Regions from separate parts of the Mus musculus genome. Here all the other regions are linked to region 1. The links are chromatin contacts, called in public HiChIP or PLAC-seq and promoter capture Hi-C maps. All regions are on one chromosome and are shown on one strand. The core of a region is the stretch at or near the end of the contact, and the rest is flanking DNA. Distances in the headings are between cores, read along the strand shown.

The links. Promoter capture Hi-C pulls out the DNA fragments that hold promoters and counts their contacts. HiChIP or PLAC-seq counts read pairs in DNA pulled down with a chosen protein or histone mark.
Region 2: a contact with region 1 is called in an H3K4me3 HiChIP or PLAC-seq map of bone marrow-derived macrophages, with 5 times the contacts expected there. The contact joins the promoter of Mxra8 here to the promoter of Prxl2b in region 1. A contact is called at or near these places in 3 of 39 promoter capture datasets (liver, pre-B cells and stem cell-derived epiblast-like cells) and 1 of 115 datasets of contacts at active chromatin or transcription factors (bone marrow-derived macrophages).
Region 3: a promoter capture Hi-C map of pre-B cells shows a contact between it and region 1, with 4 times the contacts expected there. The contact joins the promoter of Mrpl20 here to the promoter of Prxl2b in region 1. A contact is called at or near these places in 4 of 39 promoter capture datasets (erythroid cells, liver, pre-B cells and 1 more).
Region 4: a contact with region 1 is called in a promoter capture Hi-C map of pre-B cells, with 2.2 times the contacts expected there. The contact joins the promoter of Atad3aos here to the promoter of Prxl2b in region 1. A contact is called at or near these places in 2 of 39 promoter capture datasets (cranial neural crest and pre-B cells).
Region 5: a contact with region 1 is called in an H3K4me3 HiChIP or PLAC-seq map of bone marrow-derived macrophages, with 7 times the contacts expected there. The contact joins the promoter of Mib2 here to the promoter of Prxl2b in region 1. A contact is called at or near these places in 4 of 39 promoter capture datasets (the C10 cell line, cranial neural crest, liver and 1 more) and 1 of 115 datasets of contacts at active chromatin or transcription factors (bone marrow-derived macrophages).
Region 6: a contact with region 1 is called in a promoter capture Hi-C map of pre-B cells, with 5 times the contacts expected there. The contact joins the promoter of Slc35e2 here to the promoter of Prxl2b in region 1. A contact is called at or near these places in 1 of 39 promoter capture datasets (pre-B cells) and 1 of 115 datasets of contacts at active chromatin or transcription factors (bone marrow-derived macrophages).
Region 7: a contact with region 1 is called in a promoter capture Hi-C map of embryonic stem cells, with 4 times the contacts expected there. The contact joins the promoter of Arhgef16 here to the promoter of Prxl2b in region 1. A contact is called at or near these places in 2 of 39 promoter capture datasets (embryonic stem cells and liver).

The regions. Positions count from the first base shown.
Region 1 is chr4:154,897,082-154,900,649 of GRCm38.p6, reverse strand. Prxl2b (peroxiredoxin like 2B) reads left to right here and starts at 1,607. Exons shown (of 7, transcript NM_025582.3): 1 at 1,607-1,707; 2 at 1,970-2,174; 3 at 2,471-2,522; 4 at 3,081-3,144; 5 at 3,226-3,301; 6 at 3,492-3,568. The coding sequence starts at 1,645. Gm52690 (a long non-coding RNA gene) reads right to left here and starts at 3,230. Exons shown (of 2, transcript XR_003955190.1): 1 at 2,600-3,230; 2 at 1-2,219.
Region 2 is chr4:155,838,055-155,841,622 of GRCm38.p6, reverse strand. Mxra8 (matrix-remodelling associated 8) reads right to left here and starts at 1,943. Exons shown (of 10, transcript NM_024263.4): 1 at 1,733-1,943; 2 at 825-845; 3 at 415-717; 4 at 77-178. The coding sequence starts at 1,781.
Region 3 is chr4:155,800,847-155,804,414 of GRCm38.p6, reverse strand. It overlaps Mrpl20 (mitochondrial ribosomal protein L20), which reads right to left and starts at 1,537. Exons shown (of 5, transcript NM_025570.3): 1 at 1,320-1,537; 2 at 673-1,042; 3 at 472-582. The coding sequence starts at 759.
Region 4 is chr4:155,759,391-155,762,958 of GRCm38.p6, reverse strand. Atad3aos (ATPase family, AAA domain containing 3A, opposite strand) reads right to left here and starts at 1,767. Exons shown (of 3, transcript NR_027972.1): 1 at 1,673-1,767; 2 at 1,182-1,574. It overlaps Atad3a (ATPase family, AAA domain containing 3A), which reads left to right and starts at 1,861. Exons shown (of 16, transcript NM_179203.3): 1 at 1,861-2,157. The coding sequence starts at 1,956.
Region 5 is chr4:155,667,543-155,671,110 of GRCm38.p6, reverse strand. It overlaps Mib2 (mindbomb E3 ubiquitin protein ligase 2), which reads left to right and starts at 1,892. Exons shown (of 20, transcript NM_001369164.1): 1 at 1,892-2,537.
Region 6 is chr4:155,599,422-155,602,989 of GRCm38.p6, reverse strand. It overlaps Slc35e2 (solute carrier family 35, member E2), which reads right to left and starts at 1,574. Exons shown (of 9, transcript NM_177186.4): 1 at 1,252-1,574.
Region 7 is chr4:154,298,198-154,301,765 of GRCm38.p6, reverse strand. Arhgef16 (Rho guanine nucleotide exchange factor (GEF) 16) reads left to right here and starts at 1,871. Exons shown (of 15, transcript NM_001112744.1): 1 at 1,871-1,941. It overlaps Gm52687 (predicted gene, 52687), which reads right to left and starts at 2,122. Exons shown (of 3, transcript NR_168682.1): 1 at 2,041-2,122; 2 at 1,291-1,576; 3 at 511-799.

The DNA of each region.
Region 1 (3,568 bases), core at 358-2,857:
GGGAAAGGAATGGCCACAAGTGTTTTCAGGTCCTTGGACTAGGTACCTCTAACCTATAAAACTTGGAACAAAGACTCTACAATCCTCTGCTCCTGATGACCTGTCTTACCTGGGGCTCCATGAAGACGAGGTGGGTTCTGTCACACTGTGTAGGCATATGTGAGTGAGCAGCCTCAGGGAAGGGCCTGCTGGCTCTTCCTGTTCAACATGCAGCACTTTCTGCAGACATCTTCCCATGCTCCTGGGACCCTCGCATTGTACCCCTCAACACTTAACAGGAAGCAGAGGAAGCCCCATCTCTGGATTTCTTCTGGTGGTGCTTCCAGGACCAGTTGCTCTACAGGACCAGCTCCTCCTGATTCTGCAACTTTATTTTCTTTCCTTTTTTAAAATGTACCTTTGCACACCTGTGTGCACTTGTGTGTGCCCGGGGAGTCCAGCGGTTGAGTGTTTTACTCAGTGCCTCTCAATCGTATTTCTTGAGACAAGGTCTATTGCTGATTCTCATGCCTTTGCTTCCCCCAGGACATGGGATTACAGGTCTCTGTCATTTTACCGAGTCACCTCCCCAGCCTACTCTTGCTTGCATAGGTTTGGGCCCAATGTGAGTGCCTGGTGCCTGAAGAGACCGTAAGGGAGCATCAGATGCCCTCAAGCTGGACTTGCAGAGGATTGTGAGTCGCTGTAGGGATGCTGGGAACCAAACCGTGGGCCCTCTGCAAGAGCAGCTAGTGCTCTTAACCACTGAGCCATCTCTCTAGCTTCTCCTTTTGACACAGTGATATGTATGGTTCCTAACTTCCTGCCTGGCTGTTCAGCCTCAGCTAGGTATCTTGTGGTGGCTCTCTTCCTTTCCTAGCCTCTACATCTGTCAGATGCTTGAACATGGCCCTAGAAAGCATCACAGGGCTTACTTAGTGAGGAAAGGACAGAACACGTGGATTCCTGAGCCTTCTACTCTTCCTAGGGACACACCACTGCGAGCTCCTGTTTATCTCCTTTGGATTGTTGTACATGAGAGCCCGTAGTTTAAAAACTGACATCCACACAGCAGGAAATGGTACTTTACGATGGAAGTTAATAGGATTTCGCGAAAATGCAAAGCAGGAACTTAGACTTGGAAAGGCTGGTCCTTTCACTACTGTAAGTGCCGGCTGCCCTACTGTTCCTCACACTAGTGATTTGTGAGTTCGATTCCCCGTTTCAACTTTTTGGCTCTAATTCTACCACCCTGCTGCACTACTAGGGACCACCTGATGCTAGTGGAGAGCTACGCAAACGCTAGAGAGCCACGCAAACGCATTCTGCGCAGGCGCACCGCTTGCAGACTGTCCATTGAGCTTTACCTGCTACGCCATTGGCTAATAAGCTTATACATATGAGAACAACCTAGGCTTAGGCAAAGAGATCTGCAGTGATTGTCTCTTTGGAGAGAGGGTGTGCCTGTATACTAATATCAGGGGCGGAGCCTGGGGCGAGACAAGCGCACAGTCATGTGACCTGAACCCCCTGGAGGTGGTGCCCACCAGGACTGGGGCGGGATTATGGGCGGGGCATAGGCTGGCTGAAGAGGCTGCGCAGGACAGAGTGAGCCTCCCCAGGCTGCGAGAAGGGACCGTGGAGCAGAAAGGGACGGAGGAGGCCATGAATGTGGTGGACCTTGGTCGCGTAGGAGCGTGTGTCTTGAAACATGCAGTGACTGGGGAGGTGAGATTTGGCTCGCGCAGGGCGGAGAACGCCTCCCCTAATACCTGGCCCAGAGCCTTGGCAACTCACATGGGTTGGAGTGGAGGTCCTGAGGGGTCCTATGAGTTCGCGTACTGGGCGTGGGTACAGCTCATGGTCCACAGAGGAACCATCAGGAGGACCAGTCAGCTGCGAATCTTGGAGCAGCACGCTGCGGGACATGTGAGGCTGCCGGGCATAGGGGGTTGGTGAGCCCATGTCCCCTGACCGATCCATTCTGTAGGCTGTGGAGCTGCGGAGCCTATGGCAGGAGAAAGCTTGTGTGGTGGCCGGTCTGCGACGCTTCGGCTGCATGGTGTGCCGCTGGATCGCCCAGGACCTCAGCAACCTCCGGAGCATCCTGGACCAACACGATGTGCGCCTGGTGGGCGTGGGGCCTGAGGCCCTGGGCCTGCAGGAGTTTCTGGATGGTGGTTACTTCTCAGGAGGTGCGACTCTTCCCGGACTCAGAGCCTGGGCTGACCTCTCCCTTTCTAGGCCCAACAAGAACATATTCATGTGTCAGCATATGCAGCTCTTCCCTGCCCTGCCTTCAGCCTGTGCCCTGGCTGGTGCCCAGACCTAGTGGCAAAGTCCCAGTGACTCTTGCCCTTCCCGTTTAAGCAGTGGTGACATTCAATCCTGCCTTGCTACTCATGGCTTGGGTGGGTGGAGCTGGATACAGTAAGTGGAGGGGACAGACTGTAGGAAGCCTGGGGCACATAGCTGTGGCTTTCCTTTCTAGAACTCTACCTTGATGAGAGCAAGCAAATCTATAAGGAGCTGGGCTTCAAGCGGTAAGTGTGACTGTTTGTGGGCATGAGTCTAACCAGGGACAACAGGAGGACAGAGTGGCCACCGCTCTCTTATGTACCTTCTTGCTACTGCCATCTGCTCTGCTCTCCAGTTTGTCTCATGGAAACTGACACTGGTGCTTCAGCCAGCCCTTCTTTGAGTCTTCTAATGGGTGTTGGTCCAAGGCAGGCCTGTCCTCAGAAGTCTGCTATTTCATAAACAGGAGGGACCTTGGAGCCCAGTGCCTTAGCCATGGCTCATTGCAGTCCTCTGTTGCCACAGACTGCCTGTCATGATAGGCAGTGCCGGCTAAGCGAGATCCCTGGGCACACCCAGCTTGGAGCTCATTCCCCACACTCCACACCACCTCTCCAGGGCCCCCAAGGCTAGCTGTATTCAACCTGGGGGCTCTCAGGGCTTGTGTAGAGCCTAGTTAGACTGGTTGCTGATCTGCCTGAGCCCTGGGTTAGATAAGTGGGTGGGGCAGGACACTGGGAACAGGTGTGGATACTTGTGTTCCACCAGAATCTGGACTAGGGACCCTATCTATGTCTTTGTAGGTACAACAGCTTAAGCATCCTACCAGCTGCCCTGGGAAAACCTGTTCGTGATGTAGCCTCCAAGGTTTGTGGTTTGAGAGCATTGGTGGGAATCCCTGCAGCATTCCCTCCGGGACTGACCTGAGTCCCGTTCCTGTCTTTGCAGGCTAAAGCTGTTGGTATCCAGGGGAACCTGTCTGGTGACCTGCTGCAAAGTGGAGGGCTGCTGGTGGTCAGCAAGGGTGGGTCAGGGCAAGATAGAGCCCCATCTTGCCCATCTTGGTGGCTCGTGTCATGTCTTCATGCTCCCTCTCTGGTCTTGGGTACCTGGGTGAGGGATTGGGCTGCTTGGCTTGGTCAGCGGATTTTACTCTCACTTCCCGGCACAGAGATGCAAGATGCACACAACTGACTCCCTGCCTGTGGTTACAGGTGGCGACAAGGTACTGTTGCACTTCATCCAGAAGTCCCCGGGTGACTATGTTCCCCAGGAGAACATCCTGCAGGCC
Region 2 (3,568 bases), core at 694-3,193, 940 kb before region 1:
GAGGTGAGGAGGGGGAAGATTGGGGGTAAGGAGGATAGGGATGGAAATAGCGAAGGAGAGGAAGGGACACACTCACGATCCTCTGTAACCTCGAGGCGCACAGCCAGGCTCTCATCGAGGTGGCAGTAGTGATGGTGCAGGTTGCAGGTGTACACCCCTTCATCGCCTCTGTCCACAGCTGCTTGGCAGAAGATACCCTTAGATTGAGGGAACCCGTCCTCTCTATGGCCCCTCCCCTAAAATCGGCCAATCCCTTCTAGGGCCCCGCCCATCCAAGGCTCCAACCTTAGGAAGGCCTCTCAGCTCCCTCCCCCTACCCACCACACCTCCCCACTCCTCCACCCCACCCTCACCCCTGCCGCCAAGGTTTCAGTTTCTGCCAAAGTTTCAGCCCACTACGGTTCTACAGTGTACCGCGAATGAGCAGCGAGAAGTTGCCGTCGTGGAAAGCAGAAGGCGACAGCAGGAGGCGGTCGCGATCGCGCGGCTCGTACACGCGCTGTTCACCCGCCGAATACATATCCACAAGTCGGCGCCGTTGGCTGCCCGGGCCCCCGCTGAGGTCCCAGTGGACCACGCGCTGGCGATCATGCAGCCGGTCTTGGGTCCACACCATGCGGGGGCTCTGGCAGCGTAGCACAGCCTGGGTTCCGGCTGCCAAGCTCACCACAGACTCAGACACCAGAGAGCTGCTGGCTGCTGCGGTCCCTGAAGGCCCTTGTCGGGAAGGGGGAGTCAGTGGCAGAAGTCAAGAGAGGAGGCAGGACTAGGACAGGAGTGGACCCTGAAGGGGTCTGGCCCACAGCTGGATAGGGGATACTGACCTGAGGACAGGACTGCAGAGCCTGGAAGAAGAGGAGGAATAACGCTGTAGGTATTTTTCACCTTTGCACCCCAGGACCACTTGGGGCCTCCTGCAGTCATGGCAGGTTTGTTGCCATGTTACCCACTTAACAAGTTCTGGGAGAGTGAGTGGGAAACCAGACATCTGGCAGCGAGAAGTAGGAAAGGATGTGACTCTCTGCAGGCTTGTTCTAAAGTGTGAACTTGAAGTAGCCATGGCTACATTGCAGCAACAAGTCCACCAGAGCTGTTCTAGCATGACACTGGGACAAACAGAAGTTGTATGTGCGTCTGTGCTGAGCTTTTAGGAACTTTCAGACCTCAGGCATTCATAGCCCTGTCCTACCCTCCCCCATCCCCACCCCTCCACACACACACACACCCTAGGTGCAGTATGTTCCCCTGCTAGCCTTCCTCAAGAGCAGAGACCCAAGAGATGGCACAGGGAGTCAATCCTAACCTGACACCACTGGCCCAAGATACCGCTGTGCAGAAGTGGCTGAGGGCCCAGGCTTTTAAGAAAAAATGTGCCTGGTCAGCAGGCCAGAGTGGACAGGCCTGGGGGCTCTGAAAAGGAGGCTGGAAAGACTCTACTAGCCCCTTAGTTGTCAGCCCCAGTCCACTTCCCTCCCCACATCAAGGAGGAATGCATCCTGAGCAGCTGACCCTGGAGCCACACAGAATGTGGGTACAGAAGGCACCCTTGGCCACATCCTCCCCACTTAAGACCTCTGGGATTTCTTTTGGAGTACCTGAAGGCTTCGCGAATTGCTCTAAGCGAATTGCTATTTTGAGCACCCAGCCCAGTCCTTTTCTCCACCCCTCCCAACCTAAACCCAGACAGTTCATCCACTCGTTGCCCCACGCCCAGTCCCACTCTCACACTCACTCTGAAGAAGCAGCAGTTTCCACAGCAGGACGCGGGACAGCAGCTCCATGGCGCCTGCGGGGGACGTGCTTTGTCTTACTCAGCTCTAACTCTCCAGAAAAACAGCCGACCCCCTCTCCCTGCCAGCACCCGCTGACATCACGGAGCCCTGGGCCGGGTCTGGGCCCCGCCCACTGCGCTGCTCAACTGCTTGGCCTCCCCCATCTTGACTGGCCTATAATGCTGCAAACACCCTGTCCGGGCCCAGTTGGTGGGAGGGTCTGAGTAGAGGCTCGGCCAGTCACTGGTCAGTCTTGGGGAGGAGCAGTAGCTCAGTCCTGGGACAGAAGACGAGGCCTGGATGTGAAGATTCCTGAGGCCAAGCGGGTGCCAAGCATCTGGTAAACTTCCTGAGTTTCGACAGAACTGGTGTTTGATCTGCATCCTCTGCGCTGACATCCTCCTATGTGATCAGCCAGGCCAGAGAACCTGGGCTGCTCCCCTACCCCACCACCCCCACCCCCACCACCACCCCTACCCCCACCTTCTTGTATTCTCCCTGCCAGATCCGGTGTCTTCTGATTTCACTTTGACTGAGGGTGATTTTACTATGCCCTTCTCTGGGACCATAGTGGGCTCCCTGGGGACAACATGATGGCATTGTGGTCCAGATTTCTTTAGGAGCGGGAACAGCCAATCATCCAGCCAGGCATGTTGGCCCCCACCATGAATTCAGCGCTTGAATGGCTGAGTTTGAGGCAAACCTGCTCTTCATAGTGAGTTTCAGACCAGCCACAGCTACACATGATGTTACCCTTCTCCAAAAGAACAGACAACCCCCTCGCAACTCTGAGGACAGAGTGTGAGTGTGGTCAGACTTTCCTTCACGACCTCATGGCTGGTGCTGTCCACCCTCTTCAGGCAAACCCTGGAGTCCTGAAGCTAGGGCTGGATTACTGTGAGCTGAGAAACCTCCACTTGGAGGAGAAGGGAGTGGAACTCTCTCAACAGAAAGCACAAATTTGAAGCCCTGGGAAAACAGAGTCATATAAACAAATGGGAAATAACAGAGTAGCACTGTGTACTAGCCTGCTCCTACTAGTTAAACAAACCTCAGAACAAGAAAGGAAAAGAATCCAAGAAAACCACAGAAGCCCTTAACTAGTCTAGGCCTCCTCTTTGGATATAATCAGTACAGGCCCCGTCCCTGGGGTTGGGGTGGGGTCCCCAAGTCCCCAACCAAGCCAGAACCTCAGCCTAGCTGGCTCTTGGGGGACGGGGAGGGGACAACAGGGAGGACCAGCTGTGAGGCTTTAGGAAGCCCCCCCCCCTCCCCCGGACTTAAGGGAGCCATCTCCTTTCCAGGATCTGGGCCAGGCAGAGCATGAACTTGGCCCCAGCTCTTCCCTGGGACTTTTATTCTGGAAAAAAAAAAACCAAGTTCTACCCAGCAGGCCATCCCCCAGTCCCTCTCTGGCTTTCCCTTATGTTTCTCTAAATGGTGTTGCCTGATTTGCTACAGTGTCTGCCTCTGCCCTACACTCTCCAGCTTGACCTCTGCCTCTGATCTCTGTCTCCCCTCTCCACTCTCCCAAGGTTGTCCCAGGCTGTCATTTATCCTGTTTCTTATCGTGGTGGGAAAGTATTCAGAAAGTGATAGACGGACACAGAGGCTGGATCCTAAATATGAGAGGGAGATATTTCCACGAAGAGGCTGAGGAAGAGGCACCTCTGCTACGGTCTTCTCTTTGCAGACTCCTTGATCTCAGGGCTCCACTTGAGGGTTGAGGGACGCTCAAAAACTGTGAATCCTAGTAACCTACTTTCAGGTTACAGGCCAGATGCTGATAGACCTGT
Region 3 (3,568 bases), core at 288-2,787, 900 kb before region 1:
TTGGATATGTCCTGTGAGGATGTGTGTGGGTGGGTGCACATGGAGACCAAAATGAGTCAAATCCCTTGGAGCTAGAAGTATAGACAGTTTTGAGTTGCTATAGAAGACCAGCATGTCCTCTATATCTATATCTGCTGAGCCTTTAGGGAACACGTTCTTACTGTCAAGGTCAGAAATGACATTTCTTATGGCCCTGTTGACTTAGCTCATAAGTACTTACAAGAACTATAACCCAGCGCACAAGTACAGCTTTCACAAATGACAAAACAAAACAAAACAAAACAAAACAAAACAAAAAACCACTTTTGCCCAAACATGTAAAGGGAATTCCTCGGGAATGAAAGTCAACATCCTGCGGCTACAGAAGGCTAAGCTCCGGGGGCATGGAGGGCTGAGCTCCCGAAGCCGGTTTGGAAGAGAGCCTAGCTCTAGGGAGATGAAGGACAAGCTGGGGGTTGGGGTCGGGCTTACGGTCCTCAGGTTCCGCTTCTTAAGTCTGCGGGCCTTCGTACACTTAACGAAGGCTCTGGTCACCGCCCTGACGGCCAGGCGGTAGCAGCGATTCTTCCTTCCCCGAAAATGCTGGATGAAGAAGAGGGGAGAAGGGTGTCGGGATGGCAGCGCGGCCCTCCACCCCCGCCCCACGCCTCGGGCCGCGACTCGCGCACTCACCTGAGCGTGTTTCAGCACCTCCTGAACCCGCCAATAGCGATCGGTGAGGCGGTTCCGCAGCCAGAGCCGCGTCGTGAGGAAGACCATGATGGGCTCCCGAAGCCCGACCGGCTGCCAGAAGCGCTTCCGGGTCAACGGTCAGACAGGCCAGCCCTGCCGGATGTGTGCGAGCACTGTCTTCCGGGGCGCCTCTAGACTCGCTCCCTCAGTTCCGTTGTGCCAGACCGTCCGCACGCGGGAGAATGGTTAGAGCATAAACTGGAGGAAGCCCCGCGGGCGGGGATGGCGAGCAGTCCCGGACGGAAATCAGATCTACAGAAACCGCCAAGGAACACTCGGTGGTCCGCTCTTCTGTGGGCATCAGTTGACCCTAAAGGAAAGTAAAAGAAATTGGGCTGGTGAGATGGCTCAGTGGGTAAGAGCACCCGACTGCTCTTCTAGAGTTCAAATCCCAGCAACCACATGGTGGCTCACAACCATCTGTAACAAGATCTGACGCCCAAATAAATAAATGAATGAATGAATAAATGAATAAATAAATAAGAATAGCCATGTGAACAGTATGTTTAAGAAAAGGAAAAGAAAGTAAAGGAAATTAAATCAAGTAAACCCATTCCAAAGACAGCTAGTCTGAGTCAAAGGCTCACATGAACAAAGGTATCTACTGTCCTGAAGATGTATCCTGGGGATGGAGCCCAACCTCCCGCAGGTACAGAGGCCAAGTTTCGGGGGGTGGAGGGCTGAGCTCCTGGAGCTGTGGGAGATACAAGCTCTACCGAGATGAAGGCGAAGCTGACAGTCGGAGTGGGACTCGCAGTCAACTCAGCAGAATTGGGGCTGGAGAGAGGGTTAAGAGCACTGACAGCTCTTCCGAAAGTCAAATCCCAGCAACCACGTGGTGGCTCACAACCATCCGTAGTTAGATCTGACGCCCTCTTCTGGAGAGTATGAAGACACCTACAATGTACTTAGATATAATAAATCTTTTTAAAAAAGAAAAAGAAAGAAAGAAAGAAAACAACAGCAGAATTTAGCTTATTCACCAGCTTTACTTGGAGTAAAGGTCTGAGTAAGAAGTTGGCTACCGCCGGGAGGTGGTGGCGAACGCCTTTAATCCCAGCACTTGGGAGGCAGAGGCAGGCAGATTTCTTGAGTTCGAGGGCAGCCTGGTCTACAAAGTGAGTTCCAGGACAGCCAGGGCTACACAGAGAAACCCTGTCTCGAAAAGCAAAAAAAAAAAAAAAAAAAAAAGTTGGCCACCAAGCCAGATGGTGGTGGCACATGCCTTCGATCCACTCAGGAGGCAGAGGGAGATGGATGTCTTGAGTTCAAGGCCAGCCTGGTCTACAGAATGAGTCCCAGAACAGTCAGGGCTACACAGAGAAACCCTGTCTCAAAAAACAACAAAGTAAAACATTTGTCTGTCAGGTCCCAGATGAGGAAGTAGACATGGACTCTCATCCCCAACCAAGAAGCTATCTCCAATTGCCAGCTGCTCCTAAAAGAAAAATTAGTTTTTCCTTGAGGGAAAGTCTTACACAGGGAGTCTTACATAGTATACTACAAACCACACCTTAAGGGCAGGCCCCAGGTCCAGATGGCCAACAGAAAACAAATTCAAAGGTATTTTGGGAGATTTTTTTTGGGGGGGTCTCATATTGTTTTGTTTGGGAATTTTTTTTAACTTTACTGTTCGTTTGCTTATATTATTGATGATGATAGGTTATTTCTTCACAGGTGAAATGAGCCAATTCAAGTCAGATTAGAACATTTAAAGGTAGGTTTGGCCCAAAGGATTGAGAGAGGAGGATTGGCCAAAATGTCTGGCTTACATAGGGAGGAGCCTTTGGTGGAAGGGCAGCTCAGTCCCTGGGCTGGAAAGTTTAAGGTTGGGGGCAGAGTGTCCTTGCCAGGTAGGAACTGAGGGATGCTGGGAGAACCTGCAAGCCAGGTCTGCTTTGATATGTAAAATATGTACCTGAGTTCCCTGTCCCAGGATCTGAAACTAAACAATTATGGTTTCTGAATTTGAGTTTTTATGTCTTTGAGTGTTTCTCATGTTCTTTTGTAGGTTCTTGTTTTTTCTTTTTTTTTTTCAATAATTTATTTTTGTATTCACTTTACATCCAATTGCAGCACCCCCTTCTCCCAGTCCCACCCTTACAAATCCCTCCCACTCTCACCCACTCCCCTTCTCCTCAGAGAAAGGAGAGCCCCCCCCCTTGGGTACCACCCCACCCTAGGACATCTAGTCCCAACAGGACTAGGCACATCCTCTCCCTCTGAAGCCCAACCACACAGTCCAAGTAAGAATGCCAACAGGGGGGCTGGAGAGATGGCTCAGTGGTTAAGAGCGCCGACTGCTCTTCTGAAGGTCCCGAGTTCAAATCCCAGCAACCACATGGTGGCTCACAACCATCCATAAAGAAATCTGATGCCCTCTTCTGGAGTGTCTGAAGACAGCTACAGTGTACTTACATATAATAAATAAAAAAAAAAAAAAATAGAATGCCAACAGGAGCTGGGTGTGGTGGTTTACGCCTTTAATCCCAGCACTCAGGAGGCAGAGGCAGACAGATTTCTGAGTTCGAGGCCAGCCTGGTCTACAAAGTGAGTTCCAGGACAGCCAGGGCTATACGGAGAAACCCTGTCTCGAAAAAAAAAATATTAAACTGCATAAAGTAGAATTTAGCTAGCTAACAGAGTGTTCAAGGATGAGTAGCATACTAACCAGAGATTATAGAAACTGTAGAAAGGAAAAAAAATTGTACTTCTAACATAATTAAAATAATTAAACTGGGACTGGAGATATGGTGCAGCAGTTAAAGAGCACTTGTTCTTGCAGAAGACACATGTTCAATTACCAGCACCCACATGGTGGCTCGTAACCATCCAC
Region 4 (3,568 bases), core at 518-3,017, 860 kb before region 1:
CTGGCTATTGCTGGGAAACTCATTTGGTTTTGTTGGGGGACAGGGGTCACAGGTAGAATAATCTTAGGATTTAAATTTAAGACAAATGGTGGTGACCTACACGGTTCATCCAAGCATTTGGGATGTAGCAGATTTCTGAGTTCCAGGACAGTTTGATCTGCAGCTTAAGTTCCAGGAGTGTCAGAGCTCAAAGAAACCTTATATCAAGAAACACTGGACAGTGATGGACAGTGATGGAAGCAGAGCTAGACTTGCTTATTGAGCTAGCTGTACAACACATCTTTGCTGATCTTTGTTGCAAAGAGAGAGGCCTAGTTGAGAACTTCTCTTGGCATTCCTCTTGGTCCCTCCTACAGAGGCGGTGGCTTGGCTGTCTCCGTTAGGTTGTGTCACCACTGCTGATTCATGTTTGTTATCCAGACTATCGAACTGGACTGTTAGTGTGTTTGTGAAGTGTATGGGAATGGATGGAGCTGCTGCTGTTAACCTGGGAAATGAACTGTTGATTTTCAGACAACATAGACAGGAGTTGTTCCAAAGAACCATTTCTAAACAGGTCTACCTCCCCCATATCCTTTTTCCACTATCTCTGATGGGTGGTGGGCTATAAGGAAGGTTACAGCACTCAAGAACTATCATTAATAGTAAGATTTTAAAAAATTAAAGTTTTATAAAAAATAAATACGACTAATAACATACCTTCAACTTCCTTTTTTATCATTTAAAATTGCCTTTTGTCCAGTGTTAAAAAACAGTCCAAACAATTCTGTGAACTCAACCGGTTTTATGAAAGATGCCTGGACCCAAGACGCTGACTTTGGTAAATGTGGGTTCCTAGTGACAACTGCCACTGTCCATGCTACCTTCCACTTGCCCAAAGGTTAGGTCAACCCTAGGTCCAGAGCAGGCACCTGGCTCAGCAGGCTCCCAAGGAGCGCTCACTGGCTAACAAGCACAAGCCTGGAGCACCAGCCCTCACTCTAAGTAGCTCCTGAGTGTAATGTACCCTCTGCAGGCTCTGGGAGTCGGCTTGGCTTTCTGGCTTGTACTGCAAAGCAGCAGCATGCCAATAGCCGCCGTGGGTTGCCAAAACACCAAAGAGGATCGGGCTCAAAACACCGCCTGAGCAATCGTAGCAGAATGGTGCAGGATTGTTTGTCAGAGGCGCCCAAGTCTCTGACCTAAGTAACTCTCTTATTCTTATGCACGCTTGGCTGTAGGAGCCGCTGGCCTGGAGACGCTCAAAGCAGCCACAGATATACATGAATCCGGCTCCGAGAAAGCGTGGGGTCACAGCAGGGGTGCCCGGCCGGTCGAGGGGCGCCAGGGACCCCTTCTCTAGTCCTCCCGGCTGGAGGTCTCACCCCGATTACTTCGCCCTTAGTTGCAGTGACCTGAGGCATCTCAAGTCCGGAAAAAATTAGCTCCGGGAGACCCACAGCACCTTCAGGTTTTCCCTTCCTCTTCTGTTCTTTGGGTAGGATTCACAGCAGAAGAGTTCTGACCCTCCGTGGTGTGAGTCCAGTGTCTCTGATCGTCTGTGGGCTCTGTGGCTGGGGCGTCTCCATAAATGCCTATAGCGACAGGTACAGAACGACCCCAGAGGAATAGCACCTTTGCTTAAAAAAAAAAAAAAAAAAAAAAAAGTTTTCTAGGATGAAGGCACACCCACCTCGAAAACTTTGCTCCTATTTGCCTGGTCCAGGAGCTCTGTCCAGTTCCGCCTCCTTAGAAAGCTGGGCAAATCGTGCCACCGACGCCACTGGCGTCCCTATGTCAGCGGCCAATCCGGCGGCTGAGAACGTCTTGACCCTCCTAGGTTTCCGTCGTCCAGAAGGAAGGGGTGTGGCTCGCGCCTGCGCAGTGAGTCGCGCCCGCGGCGCGTGGTGACTGCGAGGAGCCTCGCGAGTCACGCTCCGGTACGGTCCGCCGAGGGCGCGCGGAGCTTGCAGACCATGTCGTGGCTCTTCGGCATCAAGGGCCCCAAGGGCGAAGGCACAGGGCCTCCGCTGCCCTTGCCGCCCGCTCAACCCGGGGCGGAGGGCGGCGGTGACCGCGGGGCGGGAGACCGGCCATCGCCCAAGGACAAATGGAGCAACTTCGACCCGACGGGCCTGGAACGTGCGGCCAAAGCGGCTCGCGAGTTGGAGCACTCGCGTGAGTGCGCGGGCTGGGCTTGGCGGGCCGAGGCCCTGGGAAATGGGAGGTTTCTCTCGGAGGCACTAGCTGCTGCCCTTAGGACTTTGGTCCTCTTGACGTCTTAGCAGCACAGTGGTCGTTCGCAGCCGTACCTTTCAGGTGACCTGAATGGCCGCTTATGGGACATTTGGTCATAGCCGTCCTGCATTGGGGGAGACCCCGATCCTGCCACCCTCTTGCACTTGTAGCTGTCAACACGTAGGTCGTAGGAGAGACCCTGTGCCAATGTTGGCCTTACCTACTTTACTGTTGGGCTTTCTAGCTGCCTCCACGTGGTGCAGGCCAAAAGTCATAGCCAGGTCAGGCGATCCTGTGTTGTGGTAGTTAATAGCAATCTCTCACTTAAAAAGGAGAGAGTAGATGTCGTGTTTACTATTGGATGATAGCATTCCACTGTGGAACGTGAGGTGAGGGTGTCCGTAAAGGTTGATCCTCTCTGAGACAGATTTTAGCATTGATGGATCCCAAAGGCCAGGACTTTTCCCAACAAATGACACATTTTTGTTTTGATGTTGACAGTTTGTGCCAAAGTGTAATGTAAGGTGGATTTTTTTGATTATTTTGCTTTGTTTGTTCTTGTTTTTATAAAGACTGTGCAGCCCTGGCTGAGACTCCTGTAGACCAGGCTGTCAGAGAAATCACAGCTCCACCTGCCACGGCCTCCTGAGGCGTGTGTCACTATGCCTAGCTAGTTGAAATATTTTTAAGAGCCTGCAGGGGGCTGCAGAGATGGCTGAAAGGCTAAGAGCACTTGTTGCTATTGTAGTGGACCTGTGTTCAATTCTGTGCACCTATATGACAGCTCAAAACCTTCTGTAACCCCAGTTTCAGGGCATCCAAGGACTCCTCTGGCTTCTAAGGGTACCAGACATATACATACTTATATGCAGGCAAAAACTCAAATACATAAAAAATTTTTTAAAAGCCTGAAATGTCAGCTTTGTTGAATGAATACTTATTGAAGGATGTTTCCATTCTCAATTTTGTGTTTATGCGGGTGTTCTGTTTTTCAAAAGATCCTATAGGGAAGCCCTAATTTAAATAGGTATAATATGCAGACCCTCTGAGAGAGAGTCTGGCACTTGGTGAGTCAATTCTCTGCTCTTGTAGGAAAAAAAAAAGTCTTGAGCTCATGCCTTTAATTCCAATACTTGGGAGGCAGAGACAGACAGATCTCTGAGTTTGAAGCTGGACTGCTCTGTACAGTAAGTTCCAGGCTAGTTGGGGTACACTGTGAGATCCTGTCCACTTTTGGCAATGGTCTCTTGAGCCCCACAGACTCAAATCTCCATATAGACATTCAGAGCCTTCAGATTGAGGTCCAGGGTCACCTGTCTCTTGAGGTCCAGCAGAGCTAGTAATTTTGTAA
Region 5 (3,568 bases), core at 643-3,142, 770 kb before region 1:
TAGCACATCATAGAACCAATTTGGTTAGGCCCAAGGCGGTGGTGCTTGCCTTTAATCCTCCACTAAACAAGCAAAGGCAGGCGAATCTTTGTGAGTTCTAGGCTAGCCTAGGCTACCTGAGAATTTCAGGCTAGCCAGGGCCATTTAGTGAGACCCCATCACAAAAACCAACTAATCTACTAACCAACCACCCACTCAAACAAACTAGAAACCTGGGAACACATTCTAGGCTGGAGCTAGAAGAGGTGACTTAGTCCCTAAACCCCAGCACTTGAAAGGCTAAGATTGTAGGACTACAGAGCTACAGTGTTGGAGGTCAACCTGGGCAAAAGTAAGATGCTGTCTCAAAATAAAAATAGCCTGTAAAATGACTTAGCAGGCAAAGACGCTTGCATGAGCCTCTGACTGCACATGTAGGTTATTGTTGTATACCGGCCCGCGGCCCACTTGGGCCTACACCTGGGAGGCAGGCTGGGGCTGAAAGAGACTAGACTTCGAGAGAAATTAATGGAGACCAAGACATGATTCTGTTCAAGGCCCGCCAGTTTACTAAGAGAGTGTGCTCATAACAGGGAAGGCCCATCCCCTGCCAGTCCATTTCTGGTGTCTGGAGCCAGCCTGTAGGCGACTTGCAGGATAGGGTGTTCTTCAGGTATATCTCAGCGGCCTCTCAGCAGGTAGCAGTGTCTTGGAGGAGCAGTGGCAGGTGGCAGAACAATAGAGCCATCTAGGCAGGAAGGCTCCACCCCAGGTAATCTCCCTAGTGGCCTCAAGGTCAAGGTCTGGATCAGCTTGTTTCAGGCTGGGGGAGGTTACAGCTTATGGCACTGGTGTCCCCTCCCTCAACAAAAATAAATAAATGTAAAGAAAAGAACAAAGAACAATTACGATTGTGCCGGAATAGACTGGGTTCATATGTGGTAGTGTGCAGCAGTGGAATACACCTAGACAGCAAGCTGGTGAGGGGACAGTTACAATACATATGGAGGTAACTTGCACATGGGGGCAAAGCTTGTGGGGAGAGTTGCTGGAGAACTATGTTGTTGTGGTCTGAGGAACTTCATAGAACTGTCTAATACATGTAAATCAAGGCAGTATACTGTTTATAAACACAAAGGCCAGGATGACTGCTTGTTAACTTTATGCCTGTAGGACTAAAATCAGTAGCTGGGTAGGGGGTTGCTCAGTAGGTCTGAGTTGATTCCCACCCCGCTCCAGATAGAGGATAGGAAAACAAAAGAAAAAAGATGGGCGCAACTCTGATTATAAAATAAATTAAGTCGTGCAGGGTGTGGTAGTGCATGCTTTAATTTCCAGCACTCTCGAGGCAGAAGCAGGTGGGGCTCCATGAGCTCGGGGTCAGCAGGATCAACATAGTGAGGCCCAGGCTATGTTGCAATATGTTGCTACACGTTGCTACATAGTGAAACCTTATTTCAAAAAGAAAAAAAAAAGCCAAAAGAATTACTTTGGATGCGTTTTCGCTACATCTCTGGAAACCCCACCCATTTCAGGCAAGACGTCACCCGAAACTTCTGTCTCCAAGGCAACAGAGAGCGTCCTGGGAACTAGTACTGCGCAGGAGACCTGTGCAGGGCTGGCTCCGCCCACACGCACTTCCGGGTGCGACTTTGCGCCCATCCCCTTTCAACGCTCCCTCTCTGTTCCAAGAATGCCGAGACGCAGGCATTTCCAGTTTCTTCTTTAGAGAAACAGAGCTCCCGCTGACCATGCATAACGCGTCCGTCGGTCCCTTTGCTACCAGACCAGACGTGTACGTCATGCTCGGGGTGCCTTGGTAGCTATAAGCCCCGCCCCCTGACCCTAAGCATAGTGCGTCACGCGCAGAGCCTCCTGGGAGTCGTCTGTCCCGCCCCCGGGCTGGCTCTGCAAACTACAGCTCCCGGCAATCTGTGCGGCGCCCCGCGACTGTAGTCGGGGAGCCGTGGTGGGGCTCCCTGGTGGGCTAGCGCAAGAGAGGCGGCCTTGCTAAACACTGTTAGGGGGCGGAGGACGGCGGGCTGCAGCTGGCGTCTCGGTGGCGAGCCGAGGCTCCACTGTCAGCCTCTGCGCTGCTCAGGGGCGGGTATTCCTGGGCCGAACGAGCGCGGAAACTCTTGGCAAGTGGGGGGCCGGGCCGGGCGTCCTCCCAGCGACGGGGGCGGTGGCACGGGGCCTAGGGGTCCTGATCGTCCTGACGGGGCTGCGGTTTTGTTGGCTGACCTCGGCCCTTCAGCGCGACGGGCTTTTGGTGCTTCTCCCCCTGGACCCAGCTCGTGCCCGTTGCGCGTTCTCGGTGCGTGGGGGTGATGCAGCGTGTCCCAGCCACCAGACCCATGGGAGCTTTTTAAGGCGACCAGCGGCCTCTGTCCCTTCTCAGATGTTAACTGCGTCTCAGCACCCCTGGCCATAGGTTTGGATCTCCTGGGGCTTTCAGAGAGGAAGGTCAGCACGGCGGAGGCCAGTCCCAAGTCTCCAAGCATCAGGGCTCCTGCCCGATTCTCAAGGCGGGTGGGGGACACTGGACCTCCAGACAGGTGAGCGCTTGACAGTTCGGGTTTGGTTTGTTTCTCTTGAGGATGCCGTCTGATGTGTCAGGGTTTGTGTTTCTGTTTAAATGTGCTTGAGTGGACTGGGCAGTGAGAAATCGTCCTTTCTGCCTCCTTTGGGTTCAGAACCAATAAGAAAAGCAGAGATGCCAGGAAGGCTCTTAAGGAGCTAGTGGGCTTGGGGACAGAGCAAGATTGGCTGCTTATAGAATGTCTCCTGGCTATATATTCCACTGTGGCCTGTTGCTTCTGATGCAACAAGTATCTGAATGTCATTATCCCACCCAAGGTCAGCCCTAGGCAGGGTGGTGAACCCCAAGCTACAGTGTACCTAGAGTTCCCCAGAGATTAGTAGCCATGATACCCCTGAACCTTAATGATGTCCCCCAGCAGATGTCTTGGTGCAGGGTAGATCTGGTTTCCTGGCCTCTGTGTCTTCAGTTGACATTCTTGTTTGATTCTACTAGCATCTAGGACATCCACCTGCCTAGTAGGGGCCTCTGATGAACCAGTTTTGTTAGACATTTTTCAATTCAACAGTATCTCCGACACCACCAGAGGTATAGGGAGATATACTCGAGTCCTGAATCCTCTCTATGTCATGTAGTTTTATTCATTTGAATAAAGGCAATCTGCTAACTTTTATACTATAACATGACTTAATTTTTTTTTAAAGATTCATTTATTTATTATATGTAAGTACACTGTAGCTGTCTTCAGACAATCCAGAAGAGGGAGTCAGATCTTGTTATGGATGGTTGTGAGCCACCATGTGGTTGCTGGGATTTGAACTCTGAACCTTCGGAAGAGCAGTCGGGTGCTCTTACCCACTGAGCCATCTCACCAGCCCATGACTTAATTTTTGTGGCTGATTGGAGATTCCCAATAAAATATTCATATAATAAGGGGCAGCATCCCCCTACATTGTCCTGATAATTCTGACCTATTAAATGTCCTGGCATGGTGTCCCACAAATGCTTTTTTTACCCCCAAAGATTTATTTATTAATTATATGTAAG
Region 6 (3,568 bases), core at 325-2,824, 700 kb before region 1:
TTTATGATAGTGTTTATCACTTCTGAAGAATGGATCTTTTCAGGATCACTGGTGTGGTGTGCTCAGATTAAGACATAAACAGTTGGGGACATCCACATTACCAGCCACAGGATCTCCATCTTGTGGACAGGTCCTTCATGTTGTTCTGTCTCTCCATCTTCTGCACTGGAAATGAATCACTTTAATATAAAAGCCTTCCTATCTCTTCACTTAATGGGCCTTCTTTTGCTATTTAAAATTCTCTCGGTGTGCTTTCAAATGTGCTCTGCAACCAGGGATACTTGTAGTACAGTCCCATAATTGCGGTACTGAGAGGATGAGGCAGGAGGGTCACAAGTTTAAGGCCAGACTGGGCTACCCTGTAAAGATCCTGTCTTAAAAGAAAAAAGAAAAAGAAAAAAAAGCACAAAAAATTATTTTCCAGTTTTTTTTAATAGAGTACATTCATCCCATGAGCGGGCGACTAGACAAACACTGAACAAGGGCCCCCCCACCCCCACCCCCAGTCTGCAGTTTTACTTTTTGTTTTATTTTGCATTTCAAGGGTTCAAAACATCAATGCTGCAAAGAGCCTGTTTCATGCCTGAAAAGTACCGGTTGGAGAAAAACCGCTGGCAGGCTAAAATAAAGTTGAGGCTTGGGACCTGGCTGAGTCGCCCATTCCACGGCACAAAATAAGACGTTTGGGGAGGCAAAATCAGTACACGCCGACAGATGACAGGGTGCCTGCACCTGTCATTGGGTATCGCTTCCTTTCCGGCGCCTGCTGCAGTCACAGCCCGCCCGCGATCCCCCCGCCCCGGTGCCCATCACTGTCCCCACCCTACCTGTGCGTCCAGCCCGGCGAAGCCCGCCACCTGCGCGCCCGGTGCCAACCCGGGCTGACTCCAGGACGGGATGCCCCCGGCCCCCGATGGGGTTCAGTTCTGGGGCTGCCACTGGAGTTTATGCAGAGCCTCAGCCCACGCCCACGGAAGATGCAGCCCGCGCCCGCCTCGGGGCCGAGCAGCTTTAGGCAGAGCGGTCCAGAGTCAAGGGCGAGAGCCGCGAGCCCTCCCACAGCCCTCCTAAGGGTTTAGATTTGGGACACACACACGGGTGGGCGGGGAGAGAGCCGGACGTGACGCACCGGAAGCTGTTACGGGGGGGGGGGGAAGGACACACTCCACACAGGCACACAATGGCACCTTCCAGAACGTTCCACCGCGGCCCACCACGGGGAGCCAGGACACCCTCACGGCGCGTTCGCACCTTCCGTAGCGGCCCACCGCAAACCACGGGGCGGGCGACGATGCGGGGCCACAGCACCGCCTTGCGGCCTCCTGTGGGCGCCTCCGGAGCGTCCCACCTCTGCGGGGTCCGCCATGCTGGGCCAGCGTGCAGGTGTCGCTCCTCTGGCCTGTGGTACATTCCGGAACGTTCCACCGAGACCAAGGTGAAGGAGCCAATCCTCTGAGGCCGCGAAGGTGCCGCCCTCTAGGTCAGACCCAGGGGCTTGATTTCAAGGATCCTAAAATCTGACCAGAAAGTCACAAGACGAGAAGCGCTCAGTGGCGAACGTGCGAGGAACCCCCGTGCTCTCCGAGTCTTGGACGCTGCCGGGATGGGGGCGGGGTCAGCACCATGGGGGCGGGGCCAGCAGCATAGCGACGGGGCGCTCATTGGTCGAGCCTCAGAGGCCCCGCCTTCCTGCAGGACGCTTGCTCTGTCGCCTGATCTCCCCAAGTAGCCGCCGGCTGTGAGATGCTTCCTGGCCCCTTTTATCCCTGAAGGTCATTTTGTGGAGAGGTTTGAGGTTGTGCCTTGCCTCAGCTCTGCTTTTGGTGAAACCTTCCTTTGTTTTTTTCTTGGTTGTTTGAAAACTAGTAAGGTTTCTCCTTCAGATCTCGCACAGTGAGTTGGAGCTTCTTAAACCTTTTCCACTAGAAAACCCTTTCCATATGCAAATCAAACGTTTACTGATAATCAACCTTAAGTCTATCTTAAAACAATTCTTTGCCCGGTGCCGGAGACCAGCCTGGTCCACTTAGTGAGTTCCTGGACAACCAGGTCTATGTAGAGAGACCCTGTCTCAGCAAACAAAAAACAAGTCTTTAGAACACAATGGCACAGTGCAGTTTTACCACTTAAAAGCAAAGGCAAACTGGCTTACGAATGAGAAGATGTGCTTTTTAAATTTTCGCACAGATCATTAAATCTTGACTGAATATCCCATACCACTGGACATAGAGTATCTTCAGCATTTTTCAGAGTTGATGTTTTGATTTTATCAAAACCAAAGTGTGTTTGATTTTGTTGAATTGACGTATGTTTTAGAACCGTATCAGTTGGAAATTCTGTCCTAACCACAAGCCAAGTTTTAACGATTTTTAAAAATGAAACTCAACTCAGAAACTTACGCAAGAATTTTGTTGTTGTTGGGTTCTTTCCTTTGTTTGTTTTTGTCTTTTAAGATAGTGTCTCACTGAGCCGGCATGGTGGCACACACCTTTAATCCCAGCACTCAGGAGGCAGAGGCAGGGGAATTTCTGAGTTCGAGGCCAGCCTGGTCTACAAAGTGAGTTCTAGGACAGCCAGAGCTACACAGAGAAACCCTGTCTCGAAAAAAAAAAAAAAAAAAAAAAAGATAGTGTCTCACTATGTACCCCTGTCTGGCCTGGAACTCACTGTGTACATCAGGCTAGTCTTGAACTCACAGAAATAGACATCTCTGCCTCTCACACTCTGGAATTATGCGCACCTATGTAAGCATTTTTTAATTGAGTTGTTTTATTTGGTCATTGTTGTTTTGTATTTGTTTTGTTTTGAGACAGGGCTGGTGTATCCCTGGCTGGCTTCGGATTTGATGTACAGCCAGGGCTGACCCTGACCTTGCTCTTACCCCACAGTGCTCAGATGACAAGCATGTGTTACTATGCCTGGTTCAACTAGTAATTTTTTTAAATTTAATTATTTATTATGTGTAAGTACACTGTAGCTGTCTTCAGACACCCCAGAAGAGGGCATCAGATCTCATTTTGGATGGGTGTGAACTACCATGTGGTTGCTGGGATTTGAACTCGGTACCTTCAGAATAGCAGTCAGTGCTCTTAACCACTGAGTCATCTCTCCAGCCCTCAACTAGTAATTTTTAAAGTGATCCTGACAATACAATCCTAAAACCTACTAATAAGCAGTAGGAAAATATCAAGAGTCCTTGCTTTCTATAATTAAAACATTGTGCTTCTAAAAGCAAAAAAACATATGTACGCTAGGAAACACTGCTGCTCATAAATTGGTGTTCTCTTATGGGAGCTGAGGTGTTCTTGCAGCAATGATTGGTTGGTGTTATTTGGTATGACTTCATGCACAATGTAAAGTGTGCCAGTTTCTGTAAAAAAAAAAAAAAAAAAGGATTCAGGGAGCTTGTACAATAAAAACATAGGTGAGCTCTCCGTTCATTACACATTTGATTTTGAATTAATTAATTTTAGCCATGCCTGTGGATAAACCTCTTACTGTTGTTAGACAGTAAAATCTTAGTCATTTGAGTCTACCAATGAAGACTCAGGAACCAGATGCCTGCCGG
Region 7 (3,568 bases), core at 622-3,121, 600 kb after region 1:
CAGACAGCTGAGACCCAGAGAGTTCTGGGTCCCAGGTCTCAGTCCACAGGTCACTCTGAGCTCCTCTCCTCCATCCAGTGTGACTGACGCCCATTTGAGCCTGGATCTGTGGCCAACTCGTGCCCTGCCCAGAAGATATCACACCGGAAAGAGCAGAGGAACCACCCAGCTTCGGGGCTGAGGTTGGAAGCATAGGAAGACCAGGGCACAGGCAGTAAGTAGCTAGACAGGAGTGTCACCAGGGCATACAACCCCACACTGTTGGCCAAGAAAGTGAAAGTGCCAACCCAGAGTCTCCGGCATCACCTCTGTCAGAGCAAGCTCTGGGGCTACACTGCATGAACCGTGTGTGAGGGCCGTGGTGTGAGGTCACAGCTCTTTCCTGAAAAACAGATGACAGAGGTGGGTCAGGATGGGGACTAGTACTGGCTGTGTCTCAGGACCTCGGGTTACACCCAGGTCATGTCCCTGTCACGCACAGCCTAGTGAGCCAGGCAGAGCAAGCCACAGTGAGAGGCAGCTGTTTTTATTTTAATATTTACTTATTTATTTATTATATGTAAGTACACTGTAGCTGTCTTCAGACACTCCAGAAGAGAGCATCAGATTTTGTTACGGTTGGTTGTGAGCCACCATGTGGTTGCTGGGATTTGAACTCAGGACCTTTGGAAGAACAGTCGGCGCTCTTAACTGCTGAGCCATTTCATCAGCCCGAGAGGTGGCTGTTTTAACAGATACGGTCTCTCTTCTTGTCCCAGAGTGGTTGAGGTTCTGCTCTGATGGCCATGCCCTGAGGGGTCTTGGGGATAACAAACCATCTGAATACAATGTTGCATCATCAAAAAAAAAAAGAAAAAGAAAAAAATAGCTGTAATGGTGTCTGCCTGTAACCCCAGCTCCCAGGAACCTGGGACAGCCTGGGGAAGGTGAGTCTGGACTAAACATACCTGGCAGAGTCAGGATGGTCAGGGCCGTGTCAGCCCAGTCCTGACCCCCCTGCCTTTAAGAGGACCCCACTCTCCAATGGGAACTGGGCACTTCCAGCCTCCGCCTCCAATCCACCCTGCTCTGTGTTCTCTGTGCCTCCGCCTCAGGCTACCCTCCTGGACGTGTTCCCTCGTTTCTTGGCTCTTACACTCACTATGCCTCTTGCCTACCCTCCTCTTCTCACCTTGATCAGAGCCACCCTTGGGATCTCAGGTTTGATTAGCACTTCGGAGGGCAATGGTGCAGACCCCATCCTTTTCCACATGAGGAGCCTGACCCCCTAAACATGGGGGTCGTTATTACCTCCTCATTCTTGAGGACACTACATAGACTTGGTAGCTGTTTTCCTGAGATCTGGAGACTCGCGGCCAGATCTGTGTGGCTAGCAGAATTTCCAGCCTTCAGAGTTCTCAGTAAAATGAGGTTGTGGTGGATAGGTTAAACCATGAAAGGTGTTCTGGGAGATCCTGGCCAGGGCTGCCATGAAGCAGCCAGCTGCAAAGAATGCAGAGGGCGGGGCTTTCTTTCAACAAACAGGTTCCCGCAGGCCCGGGATTTCTCCGAAGGCTTCCTGGAGGAGGCGGCGGACCTGGGAGTGAGGCACAGAAGGAAGCGGGCGTAGGAGCGGGAGGGAGGGTAGACAGTACCCGAGGGCGGACTCCCGCCCGAACCACCAGACGGGTCACGTGAACGCAGGCGGACCCAGGTAGAGCGGTGACGCAGCCGGCGCGGCCAGGTGAGGCGGTGGTGGTGCAGCAGGTGCCCAGGGCGCGTCCCGCCCTCCGGCCGCGCAGCCGCTGGCGGAGCCCACCTGGCCCCGGCTCCGCCCGACCGCTCGCCCGACCGCCCACCGCGCAGGAAGTAGAGAGGGCGGGACCGGCCGGCCCCGGGACGCGGGGACCCAGCGGCACTGCAGGCTACACCCTCCCGGCCGACCCTCGGTTGCGCGCACAGGTGAGTCTGGGGACTGGAGAGTCAGCCAAGGGGAAGACCACCTGGGGCGCCCGGAGCACCTCTGCTCCATTCCCCTCTCCGCTCCCGCCCCTCCTGTACCTCGGCGACTTCATCGCGCCCCGCCCTCTCTCTTGGGCTGAAAGCCGGGGATCTGGAGCCTAGCTGCCCTGAGCCACAGTCCAAGGGACACTTTGCAGTGGACCTGGTTAGACACTTGAACGCAGAGACTCCTGGGAAGTCCCGGGAGGGGGGGGCGTGGAAGTGACTCTTCCGGGAGCTAGAAAGACGATCTGTTTAGATAGGCTGAGTGGCCTGACCCCCTCGTGCCCTTATCCCACCTTGGTGGCTTTGGTGTCTAGTCCTCTAGCCAGGCTCCGCAGTGCCTTCCAGAGGGAGAGGGCTGTCCCAGAAAGCAGAGGGCGGCACTTATAGACTGGACGGTGGTGAGCACCTGTCCCCAACCCACTACCTTGGTTCCCATATCTGTAAATAAGGAGCAGAGATCTATTTTGAGGTTGAGCGAGAAAGATGAATTTGGGCATGGGCCTGGTCCCAGGGGCCGAGATCTGAGTTGGTAGCCACCAAGATGAGATTTTAGCGGCCTCCACATCATGCCTGGAGCCCAGACAGGATTTGGTAGCTCCTAAGTAGATGCTTGGGTGTGTTTGTCACTTGAGTGACCAGCTGCAGGGTCCCAGGTACTGTGTGGAGCCATTCGTGACTGCATGCCAGTATGCCCTGATAGCAATGGCTCCCTACCCAGGTGTGTGGGCACCAAGCTTGAAAGTTGCTGTTTGTGGATTCAGGCAAGCTGCTCCAGCCTCCGGGCCTTGAGCCTCTGGGCCTCTGTTTATCCATCAGAGTTCATTGATTGAATGCACCTCTGCTGTGTTCCCTTCTGGGGACAGACCCTTCTTTCTGCCCATGGTCCAGAGAGAAGCCTCGGACCATGCGCTCACAGCACGGCCTGAGAGAGGGAAGGGTCTCAGGGCTTTGAAAAAGTAAAGACTCAGCCAGAGAACAGGGTGTCGAGAGCTAGGTAGAGGCTCCCTGCCACCCTTCTCCAAACACCTAAAGCTAGAAATCTCTGGTTAGTTGGTTTGTTTTTTAAGATATATTTATTGTATGTATTTAAGTGTTGTGCCTGTGTGTATGTATGTATGTATGTGCGCCACAGGCATGTCATGCCTGGTGCCCATGGAAGTCTTAAGAGGTCATTGGATTCCCCAGGGGTTATGAGGAGTTACAGATAGTTATGAGCTAGCATGTGGGTGCTGGGACTTGAACCCAGGGCGTCTGCAAGAGCAGTTGGAGCTCTTTTCTGTTGAGCCATCTCTCCAGCCCAGTAGCAAGAAACTTGTTAGTGTTAAGAGTTATTCTGGAGCCGGGCGTGGTGGCGCATGCCTTTAATCCCAGCACTCGGGAGGCAGAGGCAGGTGGATTTCTGAGTTCGAGGCCAGCCTGGTCTACAGAGTGAGTTCCAGGATCAGCCAGGAGTATACAGAGAAACCCTGTCTCAAAAAAAAAAAAAAAAAAAAAAGTTATTCCGGGAAGTTGTCTCCAGCGAGACACCTCCCACAGGGCGCGCCTTCTTCACCCTCGCGCAAGGAAGCTGAGTCCACAGAGG